2 separate regions of the Zea mays genome follow, and region 1 is linked to region 2. A link is a contact called in public Hi-C data. All regions are on one chromosome and are shown on one strand. Each heading gives the region's core, a stretch centred on a gene start, on an enhancer-like site or on the middle of the called end of the contact. The rest is flanking DNA. Distances are from core to core; before and after follow the strand shown. Region 1 holds the start of LOC100282010 (60S ribosomal protein L11-1). Region 2 holds the start of LOC103638598.

Region 1 (2,858 bases), core at 313-2,812, 280 kb after region 2:
CCTAGGTCTGCAAGATTGGTTGTGTGCTTCTCGACAACCGGCCTTTGCCCGTGCATTGACTGACCCCTAACTTCTGATTGGATGCCTGCATGTGCATGCCTCTATGTGTGGATGCAACGGAGGCCAAATTGAGCCTTTTTTGTTGCATACATGGAGAAGCACGAAAGCCGCGTTTGTGACAGGCCAGGCTTGGTCGAGCCATGCGTCGGTTACCCAGACAACCAATCATACGCATAGAAACTATTTCTAGTTTCTGTATGCATCGTGGGTGGCAGTCTAGCTCTTAAGTGCTAGACTTGTATTAGCTTATCATGATCAGGCCCTAGACCTCTAGTAGCCTACCATGACCCTTCAATAATGGCAATGGGGAATGGGAGGAAAGATACCAAACAAATCAATCGCTTCATCCTCACGATGCACAACACACAACACAGGTAGTTACAGGATGAGATTGATGCAAGGTCCCTCTCGATCGAGAATTAACTACCTAACAAATACTGTTGTGAAAAAGAAGCGACGAAAGCATACATGTACATATATAGCCTGAAAGGATTATTTTCGAACTCGACGAGAGGACGAGATCAATCAGGTGCCGCTGGTGCCAAAGCAAAAGTACAGATATTTATTCTGTTTTTGATGGTCCTGAAAAATGGAGATTGATCTAGGCACCCTTCTAGCTAGCTGAGCACTATCATTTTCATGTAGTGTACCTGTTTTGGTTTCGCTTCCAGTAGGCGGCAATCTGACCGATGTTACAGGGTGTTTGGGTAGGGAGATTCATCTAAGGCTTGTTCATTTCAACAATAATTTATGTAGATTAGATGATATTAAGTCGGTTTAAATTCGTAGCAAGTCGAAATTCATCTCAATCCATTCCAATACACATCAATCCACATGGAATTGAAATAATCGAACAAGGCCTAAAATGGTTCAATTCCCTGATCCGCATCAGTATAGAGTATTGCCACAACTTCTCTAGTGTCAAATGACTAGAGACATTGTTTTCCAATCATGTTGCTGCTCATGCCCATCTGATTGGTTGCCCATCATATGCGTTGACTTTGTCTTAGCTTATGTTTAGTTGCATACACACGATAAACATATGTTGCATGAGCGGATACAAAATAATCCATTTTAAGACGGTTTGGCTGATCGAATCCGTCGTATCTGGCCCACCATGGCCGCACGAGCCCGGGCGCCAACATACAACCATCCAATCAAGCGGTATATGGCTGTATTGCAACGCATGACGCATCTGGTTCCCTAGATGTGGATCCACGTCAGAAATTAGGTCAACAATTCAAAAACAAATTTGTTGACAATAAAAGTCATCATGCTATTTCAAGCCTAGGATCATAGGATGGGCCCTTCTTACTATTTCAAGCCTAGGACGGGCCCTACACATTGGGCCAGTTCGTCATCATGCTGGATTGTTATATTAACCCGGCCTGTACGTCGTCAGTGACGAGGGGCCAGCGAATATAGTCCAAATGTTTTCTTCATATTACAGCCCAAAACAAAAGCCCATAACTTTATCAATGAACCAGGCCCAAGTGAAAGTCGAGACCCCCCTGTCTCTAGGGTTTCCCTCTTTTAATTCCCCCGCCGCCGCCCCTCGCCACGCTCCGCCAGCCGCTGCCACTCGCCACGTTCCACCAGCCGGCGCCCCTTTTCCTTCTCACTCCGCTGGCGCCGGCGCCGCCTTATCCATGGTGAGCATCTGGTCTCTCCCGTCATCACGCTTAGCTGCTCCTCAGTTACTGTATATGGACCTAACCCTTATGCGCTTCTCTGTGTGCGTGTCTTTTCTTTCGCAGGCGTCGGAGAAGAAGCAATCCAACCCGATGAGGGAGATCAAGGTGCAGAAGCTGGTGCTCAACATCTCCGTCGGAGAGAGTGGGGATCGCCTCACCCGCGCCGCCAAGGTTCGTGCCTGTTCTTGCGCCTCAGATTTTTGCAAAAAAAAAAAAACAGTTTATTGTTTTTTATCCTTGTTATAGCCGTCCGGTTTCCATCGTTGGTAGATGTAATCTCATGCGCCCTTCATAGGTAGCTTCTGCTACTCGTTTAGTATGGTTTGTTCGGATTGTGTGTAACCAGGATAATATTTTTTATAACGGAAGAATGTAGTTCCATGGAAAGAGTTTGAAATTCAGTCTGGTCTCCGTATTGTGCAACAATTCCTTAACGGATTGCAGCTGGCAGATGACGTCTCTTATAGTTGTAGGCTTGTAGGATCACTTTGTGTAGTCATTTCTGATGTCGATCACTGACAACAGAATGAGAATTCGAAGCTTAATGGTAACTGTGTAATAAAGAAACTTGAGCTATTAATGTCATTTATCATTACAGTGCCTTTTCTAGTACATCGAAACTCATGCAAATGACCTCAACCATGTTGTTTTGGTGGCTGTAGCTACTCATTTACTGCTTAGTATTGTAAATCATACTATTTTGAACTCTAACTATGCTGTAAACTGCTTAATAGTTGATTACTTCTATGGACCCCTTTAAATTTACCATAAGCATATCAGTAAGTCCATGGTTGCATCCATGCTTGCAGGTCCTGGAGCAACTGAGTGGCCAGTCACCAGTGTTCTCTAAGGGTATATTTGCTTGTTTTATATTAGTGTTTTCTTCTCTGCTTCCTAACACCGATGAGTTTCTTTTGTTTAATATTTTGTGGTTTTCTGATTCTTCAGCTAGGTACACTGTCCGTTCCTTTGGTATCAGGCGTAATGAGAAGATTGCCTGCTATGTTACTGTAAGGGGTGAGAAGGCAATGCAGCTTCTGGAGAGTGGACTTAAGGTCAAGGAATATGAACTGCTAAGGAGGAACTTCAGTGACACAGGGTGCT
Region 2 (3,187 bases), core at 132-2,631:
GTCTCGACGACGGTGGACTTGGTGGCGGGCGCGACGCCGTTGCCGTTGGGCCCGCCCACGATCCCATAGTCGTCGCCGCCGTGCTTGGACGACACCTCGCCGGACGGCGCGGAGGACGACGTCGAGCCGACTGCCACGAGCCACTCCCCCCGATCTGCCTCACCTTCCATGTAGAGCGCGGATCGAGAGCCGATGCGCCGTCTCTCCTCGCCTTCCACGGATAGCGAGCCCCGAACTCGCATCTGGAGACCGCAGAGCGCGTCGGGGGGAGGGGCGCTGTGGCCGCTGGCATCGCAGGGACGGGGGCGGGGGCAGGCATCGACGCACGGGGTGGTTGATGGGGGCGAGGGCACGATGCACAGCGAGTGGGAGCGGTCGCCGATGGAAGGGCGCGGGGGGTGGGGGAGGATGTCGGGGGCAGGGGCATGCACACGGGCGTGGGCCGATTATGGCGGGGCGGCGATGGATAGTGCGATGATGGTGGGGCGGCGATGGAGGGTTCCTGGGATTGCGCGACCAAGAGCAGGGCAAGGGGAGGATGTCGGGGGCAGGGGCAGGGCAGAACCGTGCGCCACGCCACTGTGGACGCCTACGGTATCTTCTTAAGAGTAGTAGAGATATGTGGACCATATATTTATTCTGATATAAAATTTATTTTATATGGATATTAAATATGATTGTAACGCTAAAAATATTATAATAATACATTTTTTAAAAGCTCGTTCATCCAGCCCGAATGAATCTAGATCTATATGTTCCCATCAGACCACCTCATTATTTGATCGAATGCCAGGCGTTGTGGCTCAGGGCTAGCTCAGGCCCACGTTCGTGTGCGTACCGGCCGGATTGGGCCACACACGATGCTTCTCCTGCACCAATGCAAAAAGGCTCGGCTTGACGGTTGCTATTATATGTCCTGGTGACCTGTAGCGAGATCTGCTCCGAAAGGCAGCTATCATAATTACCAAGCAATTTCATTCAGTGCAGGAACATGGCGACGCCCGTAACTTGGCCAGCTAGGGACATTCGTTGGCATTAACGTGGCTGCTGCCATAAACCTGCGGTCCTCATGCTAGTAGTATTGGAGTACATTGCTATTGCTATTCCTATGCTATGCTATGTCCGTCGGAGCATCACGGTCGTCCAAGAATCAGTGTATAATGCGCTCGCGATGTCCTGGCTAGCTATAGATGCACAGACGTGACGGAGGCTTCATCCATCGTCACCTCCCCCTGTCGCCATGAGCGGCTGCCTTTAGAGGCCTCACGTGGCACGGATCGGAGGTGGCTGGTCTGGTTGGTTGGTCGATGGAGTGAGAGAGAGAGAGAAAGGGATCGGCGGCCGCACCAGGTGACAGAGGAGGACACTCGAACGTGAGACAGCAATAAAGAAAGCAAGAGGTGGCCTCGGAGTGGCCCCGTCCCATGAGCCGAGCCGAGCGACACAGATGCACGCAGCAGGCTTCCCCACAGCTGCTTCCTTGCAGGCCGGAGGGAGGGATCGAATCGAATAGAGCCGCGCTCAGCCTGCCGGTCGTTTTCCCTTCAACCACCGCGCGATCTGCTGCAAATCCTCCATGCTTTCCCCAGCGGAAAAAGGAGAGATACAGATACTAGCTAGATATATTATCCTCCTGCTGCTGCTGCTGCACACCACAACAACCCACCCGCCGGTGCAAGTTCGTAGTGATTCCATTTCTTTTGTGACCAGCGCAATTGATAATGCCGGCGTCGTCGTCGCCGTCGCCGTCGCCGCTCGAGATCGTGACCTGCTCCGCTCTGGAGGATCCGTGGTCACCAATGATGGCCATCGCCGGCGACAAGTTCACGGTGGTGCAGCGGGTGCCGAGGGACGTCTCGGACGGCCTCCTCGGCAAGTTCGCGGACACCAGCGCGTTCGGCTTCGACTACGACCGCAGCGCGCTCTGGTCGCCGCTGGTGCTGCGTCCCGAGGCCATGCTGCTCGCGCAGTGCCCGGCCGGGCGCCGCGGCCGACGGCGGCTACGATGGCGGCAGCGTCGCCGGAACCGGAGGAAGGTGCGTGCGTACCGCTCATTCTCGCTCTCTGGAGTCTGGTGTCTGTGTCTTGTGCGGCAGCAGAGCTGGCGTAGTATTAGGACGCGTAACTGGATGGTCTTTGGGCTTGCAGGTGCTCTGCGGCTGCTGGCAATGGTGGTGACGTCGCATGCAATGTTGCCTACGGACGTCGAAGCATCTGGTCTGAATCATCCTGCAAACGTTCTGCCGCCGATTCTTGGATTTCTTCATTCTTCTGCAGTATTATGCATTCAAAGAGTCAATACTGTTACCATATCGTCTCTCTATGATCAACGACGATGGGAAGCTGAGGACGCTATGTAATGTATATGTATGTATACATGCAGCAACGTAAGGTCCAAATGTAAGATGAAATGATTGTGTAATGTATAGTCACAGATAATTACATTGTTTTTTCGATGTGCACATTGGACACGTATCATTGTGTTGTGATTGTTGGAGGCATCTTCAACAGGAATGAATACAGTAATTACACTTGCTAAGTACTTTTTGGTCCACGTGGTATTAAAGCTTGTTTTTTTAGAAAGTACGTTTTGGTCCACATCGTTCAAGTTTAACACTGAATGCCTACATGATCTCAATAGCATAAGTTTTTATGTCGAATTAGTTATGGAGGGTCTTTAACACTACCGGGATCAGACACTCGGCAAAGCCTGGAAAACACTCGGTGAAGTCTTTGCCGAGTGTAGCACTCGGCAAAAAGAGCTCGACAAACTGTACATCGGCAACGGCTTCTTTGCCGAGTACTTTTTATCGGGTACTCGGCAAAGACTTTGCCGAGTATCACTCGATACTCAGCAACGAAAAGCCGCCGTCACGACGATTGGTAATGGAGACGGCGCCGTTGCGGAGTGTTCTAGGTGACACTCGGCAAAGAGATAACCTTTGCCACTAGGTGACACTCAGCAAAGAGTTTTCCCCTTTACCGAGTGTCTGTCAGCCAACACTCGGCAAAGAGGCCACCAGTGGGCCCCTTAGTCAGTTTCTTTGCCGAGTGTCAAGGTCACAGCACTCGGCAAAGAAGCTATACCGGTGCCTAGGTGTTCCTTCTTTGCCGAGTGCTATGGCCCTGACACTCGGCAAAGAACCTCTTTGCTGAGTGTAACACTCGGCAAATTGACCAGTATACA

The links. A called contact is a pair of places that touch in the nucleus more often than the background predicts.
Region 1: a Hi-C map of ear shows a contact between it and region 2, with 2.8 times the contacts expected there. The contact joins the promoter of LOC100282010 here to the promoter of LOC103638598 in region 2. A contact is called at or near these places in 2 of 25 Hi-C or Micro-C datasets (ear and tassel).

The regions. Positions count from the first base shown.
Region 1 is chr9:82,191,147-82,194,004 of Zm-B73-REFERENCE-NAM-5.0, forward strand. It overlaps LOC100282010 (60S ribosomal protein L11-1), which reads left to right and starts at 1,563. Exons shown (of 5, transcript NM_001154923.2): 1 at 1,563-1,712; 2 at 1,818-1,925; 3 at 2,564-2,606; 4 at 2,703-2,858. The coding sequence starts at 1,710.
Region 2 is chr9:81,906,624-81,909,810 of Zm-B73-REFERENCE-NAM-5.0, forward strand. LOC103638598 reads left to right here and starts at 1,382. Exons shown (of 2, transcript XM_008661468.2): 1 at 1,382-2,036; 2 at 2,149-2,542. The coding sequence starts at 1,722. The coding sequence ends at 2,178.